Regions from separate parts of the Zea mays genome. Here region 2 is linked to region 1. Evidence: chromatin contacts called from public Hi-C data. All regions are on one chromosome and are shown on one strand. Each heading gives the region's core, a stretch centred on a gene start, on an enhancer-like site or on the middle of the called end of the contact. The rest is flanking DNA. Distances are from core to core; before and after follow the strand shown. Region 1 holds the start of LOC100284320 (2-C-methyl-D-erythritol 2,4-cyclodiphosphate synthase). Region 2 holds the start of LOC103653918 (heavy metal-associated isoprenylated plant protein 45).

Region 1 (6,960 bases), core at 2,927-5,426:
TGGAATTGAATTCCATTCTAATAATAGTAATTTAGTCATATATCAATTATGCTAATTCGGTTTTATGCAAATATATCTATATAATATTTATGTGCTAAATTTTTACTATAGAGGATTCTCTGCTTAGTAGTATTTTGATTGTAAGCATTAACTTGGTCCTGATTGTACATCTGAATCCATTGATGTCTTTGACCATCATGATTTGTTGTGCATGATGCCATTCTCTTGGTCCCAAACTCCTATAGCCCCATGTGTCCACACTAGCACTATCTCTGCACAACTTTCTTTTTCGGTGTGTACGATGCCAGCCTTTTGCATATGGTTGTGACATTCGCTGTTCTTGAATCCATACACTGTCCCAAAAAATTGTCACTGAAATATAAGACCACATCTTGCATGTAATATTCATGTGTAAACTATTTTCTTTTCTTTTCAGCTTTGACCGTGACTGGAAGAAGATAGAGGCTTTTGTTGGCTCCAAGACCGTCATCCAGGTATTCCTATTGTAAATGGAAATATAGGTTTTTAACTTTATAAGAACCCTGGCAATCAAACTATTTAGTAAATGCACCAACAAATCAAGTGAAATAATGCATAAAATATTCGATTTGTTACTTGTGAATGCTGATTAACAAAGAACTGAAGGATTTTCCATGGTTATGTTCCTTTTCTCTGCATTACAAGATTAGAAATAACAGTCAATTTGGATATCCTCATCTCCTGGCCCTACATTTTTCATCGTTGCATAAGCTCTTATCTGTTCATTATCAATTGATTCTATCTTCGAACAATTTCCTTACTTCGGTTTGGTGTTGTAGATTAGGAGTCACGCACAAAAGTACTTTTTGAAGGTTCAGAAAAATGGAACCAGTGAACATGTCCCACCTCCACGACCAAAGCGAAAAGCTGCCCATCCATATCCTCAGAAAGCTTCCAAGAATGGTGAGACTTCATATCCTCAGAAGGCATAAAAATAACAATCATATCTATCCATGTCATGCGCTGTGGGGCACCTAATTCACCAGCACCGTTTGTATATCAAATAGTTGCTCTAATGTCCTCTCCCTGACTTACAGAACCAAACTATGGTCTCAAGACAGATTCATCTTCCATACATAGGAACTCTGGCATGAATGTGTCTGTTTCTTCATGGCCTCATAGGTCTATCCCGCAAGCTGTTGCTTCATCGATGGTGAAAGGTTTGTATTCGTGCTTCTTCTGTCAAAGGTTTTGTTGGAATATTCCTCTGATAATTCTTATATTTCACCCAGAAGATTTAGGTGCTGGAACACTAGGTCCAAACAATTTTTGCTCAAGCAGTACTGAAGGCCCTCCAAGAACTTGGCAACCTGGTGAAACAAATGGTCCAATAAATCAAATTCCGTCACTCCGCCGTCAGTACCTCATGATATTTCTGATAATAATCTTATAGTGCAAATAATCTCAGATTCTGTCCACCTCTACTGTTTCTAAGAATTATTTTTTAACCATCCTCGTGGTGCATCTTTTCTTGTGAAATTGCAAGCTTCAATCTTAAAACTGCTGGTCCCTTCTTTAGAATGAACCGAACCTACAATAATCTCTTTTTTATGCTTAACATACAGAGAAATGGTGTAACACCAAAAAGTGCAATGCATTTCTTTGTGCTGTTTTATTTTCAAATATTTTACTATTTCCAATATTGGATATTTGTCTTGAATGAATTGCTAGCTTATCTTATTAATATTGACATTGTTGACATTTCAATTCTGTCTTTCCAATGTTTGATACAGTTATGCCGGATTTTGCGGGAGTGTACAGCTTCTTAGGTAGTGTTTTCGATCCAAGCACAAGTGATCATCTGCAGAAACTGAAGGAGATGAATCCAATTGATGTTGAGACGGTATGTCAGTCATGGATATGCCTGATTTCCTTTTCATAATCATAAACATGTCCTAAGTAGTCTGCAGTAACATTTGCACTATTTGTCCTCCAAAATAATGGCTTTTTTGTCAAATTCATAATTACAACAACACCACATAAATTTTTCTGCTAGTCTTTATTATGTACGATGCCTGGTAGTAGTTAAGCTCTCCTCATTCAAGCATTGTGGCAAACTAAATAGTCATCATTTTTTGTTCTCTGTTGAAACCAATAGGTGGCACGCTGAAATCATCATTTCCTCAAAATTATGGTTTGGGTCTCTGCCTGTGTTTACTTATTGACATGTGTGTCTGTTTACCATTAGGCGCTGTTGTTGATGAGGAATCTCTCCATCAATTTGACCAGTCCTGATTTTGAAGATCAAGTAAGCAGTTCAAACATGTCTTCAGATTATGCCTCTACTAAATCGTTTGCCACTAATTGACGGTTGTGTATTTCGACCCACCAGTAATGTTTTCTATAGGTGTCTGGTCCATGCTTCTGTGTTTTGCTGTTTGCACGATTTCTCTATGGTGTTTGTCCTCTAATAGAGGTTTCCTTTACCTTCCTCAAAATATTACTATCCATAACTATGTTATCCCATTTTTGCTGTGTGTATACAGTGGAGATAGCCACTTTGTAAAATCCCATTCGGTCAGCATGTAAAGAAGGCACACATGATTTGTGTAGTTTTGCCTTCTTGAACCATTCATGATCTTAGTTGGTCCCTGTAAGCAGGGCGTACCAATTGGTGATTGCCAGTACTCGGTAGAGCAGGCCTGAAGTTTGAACCACTATCTTATAGCATAGACTTTTATCTCCTGACACCCATACTGCATTAAGTGAGAAAACACAAGATTAATCAGTGCTACATATATCAGGTTAGCGCGGATTAATCTTCAGAAAGTTAGTCTTCAGTAAAAAAAAAACTAGTATATACTAAGCACGCCAGGTTAGCCAAGCGTCTCAGCACTGGGAAACCATTTGTGTATTAAACTAGGCATGCAGTATAGTTCGATGATCTAATCAGGATGCAGTTTCTCTTATTCCCAATCATAAAAAGGAGCTGAGTTGTACTCTATGCATTTTGATGCAGAGGAAATTGTTGTCTTTATATAGCGCTTCTGATGGACCTGAGCTAGGGAGCTCCAGGAGTTCGGCTCTAGCAACGAGTGCACCTTTCATGTAAGGTGCGCCCTCTTCGTTGTCCCGCCACCTCTTTTGTTTCCGCAATTTACTGACAAGTTTCTAACTATTCCAGGATTAAGGGTGGATAGTGTGGCCAGGTCTGTCCGCATATAATTTCAGTTGGACAGACCTCAGGATGGTGCCCTGGCGTAGCACCGATGAGTGACGAAGGAGGCGCCTGCACCTTTTCGCTTCTCGCTAGCTTCATGACTGCTGATTGTGTAAGGGTGCGGCCATGAAAGGTGAGATTGGTCTGCGGTCATGAAAGGTGAGATTGGTCTGCGGCCTGATGTGTATATAAAATTTTTGCCACGAAGGAGGCGCCTGCACCTATCCCAAAAGCTCGGCCATCTAGGGCATTGGATGCTGCTTCAGTTCAGATAATCAAGGCTGTCCTTGGAAATGGGACGAGAGGAAAGATCCCTTCCCCATTCGTTGAGTTCAGTTCTCTGATTGGTTTCTTGCTGCCCTCTTGATACGGGGACCTGTGCGCCATGTGGCCGTCTCGCTGTTTATGTGGGCAAGTTTCACTTGAGGAGTTGAGAGGGCTTGAGGCGATCGTGGTTTTGTAGAGCAACGAGTGCACCTTCCGAATATTCCTTGTTCCTGTGTGAATCGTCTATATTGCATCAGGCGTCGTTGCCATTGTGTAAAAGGGAAATAAAATCACAATGTAAAGGATACACTACCATTTGAATTGTATTCAGTATCGAAGCAACCTGGCGACGAGTTCATTGCAAGGGTGGATATGTTATTTGAAGTGGCCTTTCCAAATGCTTTCGGTTTATTAGTTCAAAATATGATTTAGTTTTTTTTTTTTGCAATGCTACCCATATAAATTTGAAGTGAGAAACAGCAAAGTCTGGGTTACCAATTTCCAATTAAACTTTTTTGAGAGAATTAGAGGCAGTTTCCAGGAACCCTACCAGACGGGGTCTAATCTTTTTTAAGAGAATAAGGTATGTACAACGACCATGACAAAATTCAACTGGATTCTGGAAATGGTGCTTCACAGTAATCCAAATTTGCTCAAGTACTTAAGAATTGCTCCTCCAAGTGCAGCCATCGCATCTCCAGTTGCAGATGCTCACTTCGGCTTGGCGCAAATAATTCCGGCACACAAAAAAAAAACGCAAGGATTTCTCGGTTCCTCTTCCTCCTCGCGCAGTCGCGCTCCCCACTTCACCGAGCATCCCGAAAAAAAGCTCGGCCACTGCGCCATCTCGCCCACCAAGCACCAGCCACCAGCAGCGGCGCCATGGCCACCGCGCCCTACGCCTCCTCCCTCTTCCTGGCTTCCTCCCCCATCTCAACTGCGCCACGAGCCAGCGCCGGGTCCTTCCCTCCCTCCGCGCAGCCGTTCTCCATGCGCCTCCGGCCTAGGCCGTCACCAGCCGTCGCGGCCGCCGTCCAGGCGGAGCACCAGCCCGCGGTGGCCGCGACGCCGAAGCCGCCCGCGCTACCGTTCCGCGTGGGCCACGGCTTCGACCTCCACCGCCTGGAGCCCAACCTCCCGCTCATCATCGGCGGCATCGACATCCCCCACGACCGCGGCTGCGAGGCTCACTCTGACGGTACGCGCTCCTGCGAGGCTCACTCTGACGGTTCCTGCGTGACTCTGTTTCTGACCTCGCATTTGGGAATGCTTGTTTCGGCCCCCCCTGTGCAGGAGACGTGCTGCTGCACTGCGTGGTGGACGCGATTCTCGGCGCGCTGGGGCTGCCGGACATCGGGCAGATTTTCCCGGATTCCGACCCCCGTTGGAAGGGCGCCGATTCTTCGGTGTTCATGAGGGAAGCTGTGAGTTTCTCTTCTTTCCAGTGCGTTATCTCTAGTTCATTTGATGCGATCAATTCCATCCTGTTTCCCTAACCATGTTAGTATCTGCAGTGTTTTGTGTAAGTAACGTGGTTTCAAGACCTATTTGAATGATTTATCACAACAAAATGTAGAGTTTCGTAGAGAAATTTTGGGGTTCTCAGAAAACGGTTGGGTAATCTCTACAGATTAATGATTGATATGTACCATGTCAGGATGTTGATATCATAAGTAAATTGGACGGTTTCTCTATTGCTGGATCAATTATCAGAGCATATTATAGATTGATTACCTAACATTTGGTGAACCATTCGTAATTCCAAGTCATTCTTTTAAATGAATAACTATACATCTTATAGTATACCATGTTGTTTACTTGTTTTTTCGTGCTCATATTTGTTAGTATAGACTCATAGCTTTATATCAAAATGTAATATGTAGGTGCCTTGTGGTATGTGGAGTGGAGAACATCCTTGAGAACGCGTTAGTACTGTTTCAATGGTCTATTCTATTGCTCCTGGACCATTAGATGCTCAGTCGTCATTATGTCACAAGATGTCTTGGCAGTTCTCACACGAGTTGCTGACTGAAAAATGTGTTCTTGACCTTTGGACTCTTCAAGGGCAGAAAGTATTCCACGTTTTAGATTTTGTACAAGGCATGGTCCACGTGCATAGAATGCTGACTGCACATTTACTATTGGTACTTCTGGAGGAGCTGGACAGAAATCTTCCCCATGCCTCTCTTTCTGCATAAATCCGTTGACTAGTGAAATTGGTCTTATGTCGCTTATTTATGCAGGGTGTTATATCTAATCTGAGCACGGGTGTTCTCTTTTTCTCGTCTTATTGAAAACACTTGCTTCCATTTTACCATTGAAGTCTTTGTAGTCCCATTATACAACACTTTAAGCTCCTTCAATTGCCATGTCATTTCAGGTGAAATTGATGCATGAAGCAGGCTACGAGCTGGGCAACCTTGATGCTACGCTGATCTTGCAAAAACCAAAAATTAGCCCGTTCAAGGAGACAATCAGATTGAATCTGTGCAACCTACTTGGGGCAGATCCATCTGTGGTCAATCTCAAGGCCAAAACGCACGAGAAAGTTGACAGTCTAGGGGAAAACAGGAGCATAGCTGCTCATACCGTAGTTCTCCTGATGCGGAAGTAGAAAAAAAAACAAATAGTACCTAATTGTATCGTGCTACAAGAAAAAGGTCGTTAAGTTATACTTGCCCTTGTTAAATGCTCTAGCCAGTATGGAAATCTAAAATCTTCATGTGGTAGAAACAATAAAGCTGATTGCAATGAGAAATTTTCTGCATTTTACTTGGATCCCCCCCCCCCCCCCCCCCCCCCCCCTCCTCCCCTTTTTCTACAATGTATCACGAAGTTGAGTTGTCTTCAATTGGCATTTAGGAATGAGTTTCATATTCATAAACAAAGGTCTGGCCATCTTAGTGTGAACATCCGATGAACTTCATTTTGCACCAATAAAAATGTTCTCCTTACCATCAGTGCAATTACAAAGGACCATTACCACTCAGTGATAGCAGGGTCCAAATATAGGCCGAAAATCGATCTGCTATTGCACACAGCATAGCTTCAACTTTGAACATGAAAGGAAGCATCAGATAGAAGACTGAAGCAAACGCTAGTGCAAGATGCTGCAACTTTCTCAAGTTCCATTTGTATTCTGTTTATTTACTTGTTGTTAACTATATTCAGCATTCAAAACAACGGATCAACTCTGACCTGACCAAAAACACATCAGCAGCTAGATCTAAACATCTCGTGCATCAACTAAACTGCACTAAGACCGCCTCGAGCAATTTCATACCTATGAACGAGGTACGAGTTTTTTTATATATAATTTTATCTCGCAGGTACATGTAAGCACTACCCAGCCATCCCTACTCCATCTCCAGAACTCCACCCAGTCTCTTTTCTCAATCCAACTCCGCTCGTTCCAGTAATCCAGTCCGGGAAGGGCTGTGACGGTGCCGCGGGTAGGGGGGTGGGAGGGGAGGCGACGAGGGAGTGAAGAGTGA
Region 2 (6,960 bases), core at 2,605-5,104, 570 kb before region 1:
AACTTGCCTTAGCCCAAGCTGTCAAGCATGCTGTTTGGTTGAACATCTGTATTTTTTATTTTTTTTATTTATACTTGTAATGTAATTATATGTATTTATTTTTTATTCATTTGAATGGCCATGTCTATACTATGGGCTCGCCCTGCTACCAGTTATAGGCTATACAAAAACGATTGAGAAAGTTGAAAGCAGTTTCGTTGAACACAATTTGCTCACCCTGACTCACTTTTTAGGAGACCGCATATATCATCCACTTAAAAGCTAATTGGTGACTAGAGAATTGAATAGTATTTATAGGGGAGGAAATCTCCTGCTATTCAAAAAGCAAACTCTACTACTTGTCAGACTCACACGTTCATCTTCTTCCTCCCATCGCGCTGAGGCAAATGGCTAGCAAGAGCCAGGGCCGCTGCTATAGCCACATGCCCACATCCGCGCCGACCACACACCGTTGTGAGGCAGCGTTCATACGTATTAGTTGTGCATTGTTGCGGGAGGTCAGGGTCGCGCCTTTGCACCGGTCGCAAACCACCACCGTGTTCGGGAGGGCGGGATTAGAAGGACTGGAGAGGGGAGGCGCGTCCCCACCAGACTCACATCCATGTAGGGCCGCACGTCGACACCAAATTTGCATCCGAGCACGGCCACACCTCCTCGCTGGAGCCACACCCACACAACCCCGCATAGGTCTTCACTGGAACCGCACACTCGTAGGCCTTGTTTGGATAAAGAGGGATTGAAGTGTATTTTAAGGATTGAAAGAGAAATTAGTTCATATTACACTTCAATACACCTTATACCACTTTAATCCACTCCAATCCAAGATTACCCAAACAAGTCCGTATAGGGCTGCACACCCTCGTCGGAGCCACGCTCACGCAGTCACGCCCACACATGTCCTTGCTGGAGCCAAATTCGAGGACGAACTCGGCAACCACCAGCGACTAGTGGCGGACGGACGCGACGGTGCCTCCCTCTTTCACACAATGGGGATAGTGGGAAACAAATCGTTATTTTTTATACTGACGGTAGATAGAAAATTTTTGAAGCAAGAAGCAGATGAGAGTATTGTGAATTTTGTATTAGAGCGAAAGCAAGTGATGCTTTTCACCCATTAGCCGGTCTTGTTTGAATACTCTCGTATTCAACGCAATCCATATGTATTGAGATGTGTAAATTAGTGTAAAACAAGAATGGGATGAGAGATCATGTCGTTTGGTAACTGGCGAATATTTCGTGTCGTTTGATCATGGGATTACAGAGTCAGGACATTTTCAGCAGAGTGAGTTCTAAAAGTTGAAGAGGGAGCAATTCGTTGGCAGGTTTGGAGTACTACTAGTACTAGATAAAGCAGAACATTCCTCCCAAACGGATGGTGTAAGGCAGATCAGATCCATGTGCGCCTATTTGCTCTTATCACGTATTCAGCACAAATTCCCTGACCAAACGAACAGACAAAATAGAGAATCGTACCAATGAATGAATGCCGATTCCGGTGGTATCGCTCATATCTTTCTTTTCCTTGTCGTTTTTGGTGCTCGTAAGTATGTGTTCAGACTGTCATGCATATTTCTCAGCGTCCACTGTTCATCAAGACATTAAACCCCTTGGATGTTTGGGATGGCTTTAGATTCCAGGTTTAGCGTGGAGTTGTAATTTATAATATCAATTTAATTAGTTTAAAACTATTTTTAATCTAAATATTAAACAAAATAACTTATGTAAATATCTTATAAATGCTTATGTCTCCAGTCATATGATTTTATAGAGTATCTAATGACCTGCTCTACCAACCACATCAAATTTTCTAGAGCTATCCTAAACAGATCCTTAAATGCTTACTGTCATATCTGATTGCTACTATATTAAATAAAAACCCGGCCGGAGAGACAAAGACCACGCTCTCAGTAGAGCCGGTACTTAAGACGTATATAAGTATATAACCTTAACTACGAAGAGATCGAAACATAATCCTGACCCAAAAATCCCCGATCCCTGCCCATTGCATCACTGGCGAGCATGCTTGCGGTGCTTGCTACTACATTAGCTCGAGTGTTGCAGGATAAGGCATATTCGGACATTATGTATACTTGCATGCATGGATGACTTAAGATCTTTTCTCCTCACCAGAATTAGGAACATATTCATGCGCTACGAGTTCATCGTCACTCTTGGCCTGAGCCATTGGAAAACTAGAACAGCAGCGCTCCCTTTTTTCTACTCCCATGTCGTCCAACGATTCCATTCCTCTGGCGAAAGCTATAGATTCCTTGTTGAATGGGATTATGGGACCGGCCACAACCTTTGCACAACAGCACAAGTAAAAAGAAAAAAATCACAGCACCCAATTTTTTGTGCGGTGTTCAGAGCAAGACTTTATTTGAGCTGCTTGTTCACAGCAGCAATTTGTTAACGGCGGCCTGACGAGAGCTGATAATTTTTAACATGCATGATCTCTCTCTTTTGCGAGAAGATGGAATTAACTCTCCTTTCTTCGAGGTCGTAGTGAAATCAGGTTTTACATGTGAATACCACATACCAGCAGTGAGTACTACGCGCATACTGTCTTCTTCTTCTTCTTCTTCTTCGCATCACGTACATCACATCACGGCGCAGGCGTGGACATTGTCGTCGTGGAAGACGGCGAGCGCGTCGTCGTCGAGGACATGCGTGAAGGCGTGGCAGGGGTAGGATCCGATCGTGGGGTCGTTGTAGCCGTGGCGGTAGTACTTGTTGGTGGCCATGTACGTGTTGTCCTCCAGGTACTGGATCGCGAACGGGTAGTACTCGCCGTCGTACGGCCACGGCCAGAACTCCGCCGCCCTGCCGGTCCGCCGCGCCGCGCGCAGCGCCTCCCGCCGGTCCACGTACCCTGTCACTGTCACCTTCTGCCGATCCATGTCGATCTCCACCGAGCTCACTCCTGCACTGCACAGCTAGCATATCTGTCATGCATACTCCTGATGGATCGGAATTGGGTTTTGTTGGTATATATTTCTGATGAACAGGATGGAGGAATGGAATCAGTCGTGCGTGCCTTCCAGCTGGGACATGGCCTTCCTCACTCGCTTCTCGCAGCCGTCGCAGTCCATGTGCACGTTCATCTCCACGACCTAGCATAGCCACAGAAATGCAAAGCCATGAGGCTGAGAGAGAGAGAGAACAAGAGATGAAGAGAAGCTACCGTCTTCTCTGCTTTCTCATTCACAAATGGGGTCACTCACCGACAACGCGTTCGACGAGGTGGTGCTCCTCTGCGTCCTCCAAAAGCGAAGCATTTTCCAGCCACCGTCCAAGCCGACCGCCGGCTTGGATCGATGGGCGGCGGTGGAGGAGTGCAGCTGGGACGAAGCGTATAAATACTGCCGCGAGCGATAGGAGGCCGACGTTCACGGTAAGTTGCACGAGAGCGACACCGATCGCAGTTCGCCCATTCCAAAGCAGCACGGCGTCTCCCAATACGCGAGGCCAGGGACGGGGATATATGCGCCACGAGCAAATATTGTTCTCCGGGAAAAGATATCTGTTGGCCGGGAAGGGCCTCGACATCTTGGGTGCAGAACAATGTCGTATCACCGGCAGGGCCAGATAATGGATGAGATTTTTGGCCCATGTCCGATCGGTTTCGGTCGCCAGGCTGATTGCTTTTGCTGGGATCAATCTGACCTCTATCGAAGATATCTCTTTTTTTTCCTGGACAAAGTTGAGGCATGAAAAAGGTATAAAAATCTTGTTTTTTTCTTACTAGAAAATAATACGATAAAAATAACGCATGAGAGATAAAGACATAAGTTATTCTGTATTCTTTCTTAATGTAAAGTAAGTAATTATGAAAAAAATATATAAGTTAATCCAGCAATGACGATGTAACCATTAGTTATATAAAATACCTGAGGACTAATTAATTGCACTGTATAAGCAAGAAAACACTTCTACTGTATTAATAAACTACCGGCCCAGATGTAAACATTATAGGTATTGCTTTAGTCATATCATAATCAGATACTTGTTCTGAAATTAAGTCCGCAGTTATTTCATAATATTATGGCGCAGATGCGTAATTTTGTAAGTGAAAAACCACAACAAATTTGTATCTGTTTGTCTTCGACCTTTATACAGAGATGATGCAAAGAGACACTCTCCCTCGGTTTTTTTATTTACCGTGTTTTAGTTTTTTCAAAAATAAATTAGTGGACGATAAAAATTTAAAAATAGGGTAGTATAAACCATGAAAATATCAATCAATGTTTGTTTTAGATTATAGCTAGTTGTTTGAATTGCGGCAGCTGCAATTTATAGTGTAGAAGCTGCAGAAGCCGGCCATTTATACCTCCGGCTAACTCCACCCAAGAGACCAAGAGCTTTGACTGCACCCATGAACTTGCTGTCAGTGGTAAAGGAAACTGAATTTCAGGTCAAACTATATGTTTGTTCGTTTCTCTTTCCCAGTTGCTCCCAACAAATTTGGGAAACAAAGAAAGTTCAGAGTATTAATCTTAAACCATTTGATAGATTGAATCGATGTGATTCTGTGTGTTCTCTGTATTCATATCATAGTCTGAAACTGAAATAGCCAACCTGCAGTAATGCTTTCCCGGAGAACTGGACTATAAAGTTAATGAATTTCAACAATCAGTGGGCACAAGGTTAACCTGGTTGACAAAGTACACTTGTAAACTTTTAAATTTTCTATTATGCAGATGGTGCTGATGTTAGTTAAATGCTTGAATGCAGTGAGTTTTATTACGATGTCTGTTGGAGTCTTCAGGGAGATTGCCAGATGGCATGTCTTTGCCTTTTACTTATGGCTACCTTTCTTTAGGAAAAAAAAACTTTTAGCGATATAATTTAAGCTTGTTCAAGTCAGAGATCATTATCAGTCTATCGCCTAGTAGTTGCAGCTGCACTGCTGCTACTATGAGTATATTAATATTGTTGCAATATGCAGATGGATGTGTGTTTTTTTTTGGTGAAGAGTAAGGACGCGCGTGAGCAGGCTACCTGGGAGAATTGGCCTCATATAGTCATATCTCATGATCTTGCTGTTCACGTCTTGTTATTTGTTGAAGTGTCCTCATCTTGCTGTTCACGTACGTTCTTATCTAAAAGTATTGACCTGATCGAAGGACAATGATGCTCGGCCTTCTTTTAACTGAACTGATTCAGTTAGCAGCATATGAAATATTATTAATGCTTATGTTCATTCATCTGCTATGTGTACTAGGTAGGTAGGTACATAGATGGGTCAAAGGAGCAAGCACAACATCGAAGCATCTGTTCTATAACTTGGGTATGGCAGAAAGCTCTTCTCTGGATCATGATGAGGACACAGATACTTCAGCAATTGTAGTTCTATGGCTCCTGATGTGTGTTACTTTGATATATTTGTCGATACATATTTGATTTCTCATATTCGGCACCTTTGGATTTGGAAACCAGTTCAGTATATTGGCACTATGATTCGCAAGTGTGTTACCTGATAAGGATTCTTGACGGGAGAGCTTCGTGCGTCAGGGAGCTGTGCGGCGCCACAACGAGATGGCAAAAAATAAGTAGTTGGAGGTGTGGAAGTTTGCTTGAAATGATTTCTAGTCGGATTGATCGATGCAACGATTTCTGGTGCATTCTTATAACAAACAAAAAAGGCCTAAATTGAGCACTGAGCAGCCAGCGAACTGCAGTCTCGCCGTGATTAAATTTTTGGTCGCTGCAATTTACAGCAGATCAGCAGAAATTAATAGGAGTATTACGGAGTGATTGCCCTAGCCCTGACATGGTTATTACCTGCATGCAGGCATGAGGTTATCTGATGACTGATGTGATGCTTACACAGCATGTTTGGCACAGATCATATCTGTACGTCATTCCAACTTCCAAGCAAAGGATGATGGACTGGCGCGGCTCCTCGACTGCTGGTCGGAAAGTGTAGGACCATGGATGCATGCGATGCGATGAGAAGGGATTTATCGGAGACGAAATATGCATGAGGCGGGATCGATGGAGGAAATTAAAGAGCCTGCCCTCTGTCGCTCTGAGAAAAGAAAGCGCCTTTCGTTTGCATGCATGCATGTTCTATGATAACAAAAGGCTGCTACCCTTCTCTTTGGCACAGCCATCAGTTTTGCTTCCACGCTCCTCCCATCCCATCCCAATCTCCAATGCTCATGCGCACGTCGTCCTTCCATTTATACACATCTCTAAAAGGTACTTCCTCGTTTCCAAATTACACTTCATTTTGTCTTTGATCTAAATAAGTCAAACGTTTCTAACTTTGTTATAATAAGGTTTACAGAATATACTAGATTATGTCTAAGTTTAGGCTATAAATTTTCGTCCACACTTGTGATGACACACGTGACTCGCAAAGATTAGACTAACATATTAAGAAATCCACAAATAATATTACATAGAAAATATAAAATATGTTTCATGTTTTTTTATTATCTATATTCTGTAGATCTAGTTTATAGAAACCTAATAAATCGGTTTCATTTGACTTAGTATTATTATGCATATTGCTGGTTTAAGTAGATTTGACCATTTTTAAAAAAATTAATAACAAATGTTTATCAGGAACCTAAACTATTTTTAAAATCCATATAACCTCGGTTCATCCAAGCCGCACGCGTGGACTCTCAATCGCTGCAACTGACACAAATTAAGGACTCACTCGTCGGAGTTGTCTCCTACCTAGAGTCTTTGGACTCAGCCGTCATGATTTTTAAAAGGTCTAATACGAGGACTCTATAAGTACAAATATGACAAAAATATTATTAGAATAGGAGAGACAAGTGAGTGTCCTAAATAGATAGGACAAAATTCCAACATACAAGGCAGAGTCTCCTAAGCAGATAGGGCAGATCCTAAAGGATAAAGAATATACACATGTAATTGTAAAGAGTTGGATTCTCGTATGACTAGGTTACTAGATTAGACATATCATGTAACCTACTCGTATTC

The links. Hi-C and Micro-C count contacts between places; a contact is called where the count stands out from the background.
Region 2: a contact with region 1 is called in a Hi-C map of bundle sheath, with 2.5 times the contacts expected there. The contact joins the promoter of LOC103653918 here to the promoter of LOC100284320 in region 1. A contact is called at or near these places in 2 of 25 Hi-C or Micro-C datasets (bundle sheath and ear).

The regions. Positions count from the first base shown.
Region 1 is chr4:161,141,521-161,148,480 of Zm-B73-REFERENCE-NAM-5.0, reverse strand. It overlaps LOC100284320 (2-C-methyl-D-erythritol 2,4-cyclodiphosphate synthase), which reads left to right and starts at 4,176. Exons shown (of 3, transcript NM_001157215.2): 1 at 4,176-4,664; 2 at 4,760-4,890; 3 at 5,847-6,238. The coding sequence starts at 4,349. The coding sequence ends at 6,080. LOC100274468 reads left to right here. Exons shown (of 9, transcript NM_001360601.1): 2 at 437-494; 3 at 819-942; 4 at 1,077-1,199; 5 at 1,275-1,394; 6 at 1,773-1,882; 7 at 2,228-2,287; 8 at 2,999-3,092; 9 at 3,164-3,815. The coding sequence ends at 3,091.
Region 2 is chr4:161,708,164-161,715,123 of Zm-B73-REFERENCE-NAM-5.0, reverse strand. It overlaps LOC103653918 (heavy metal-associated isoprenylated plant protein 45), which reads right to left and starts at 3,854. Exons shown (of 3, transcript XM_008680723.4): 1 at 3,225-3,854; 2 at 3,038-3,113; 3 at 2,360-2,923. The coding sequence starts at 3,278. The coding sequence ends at 2,601.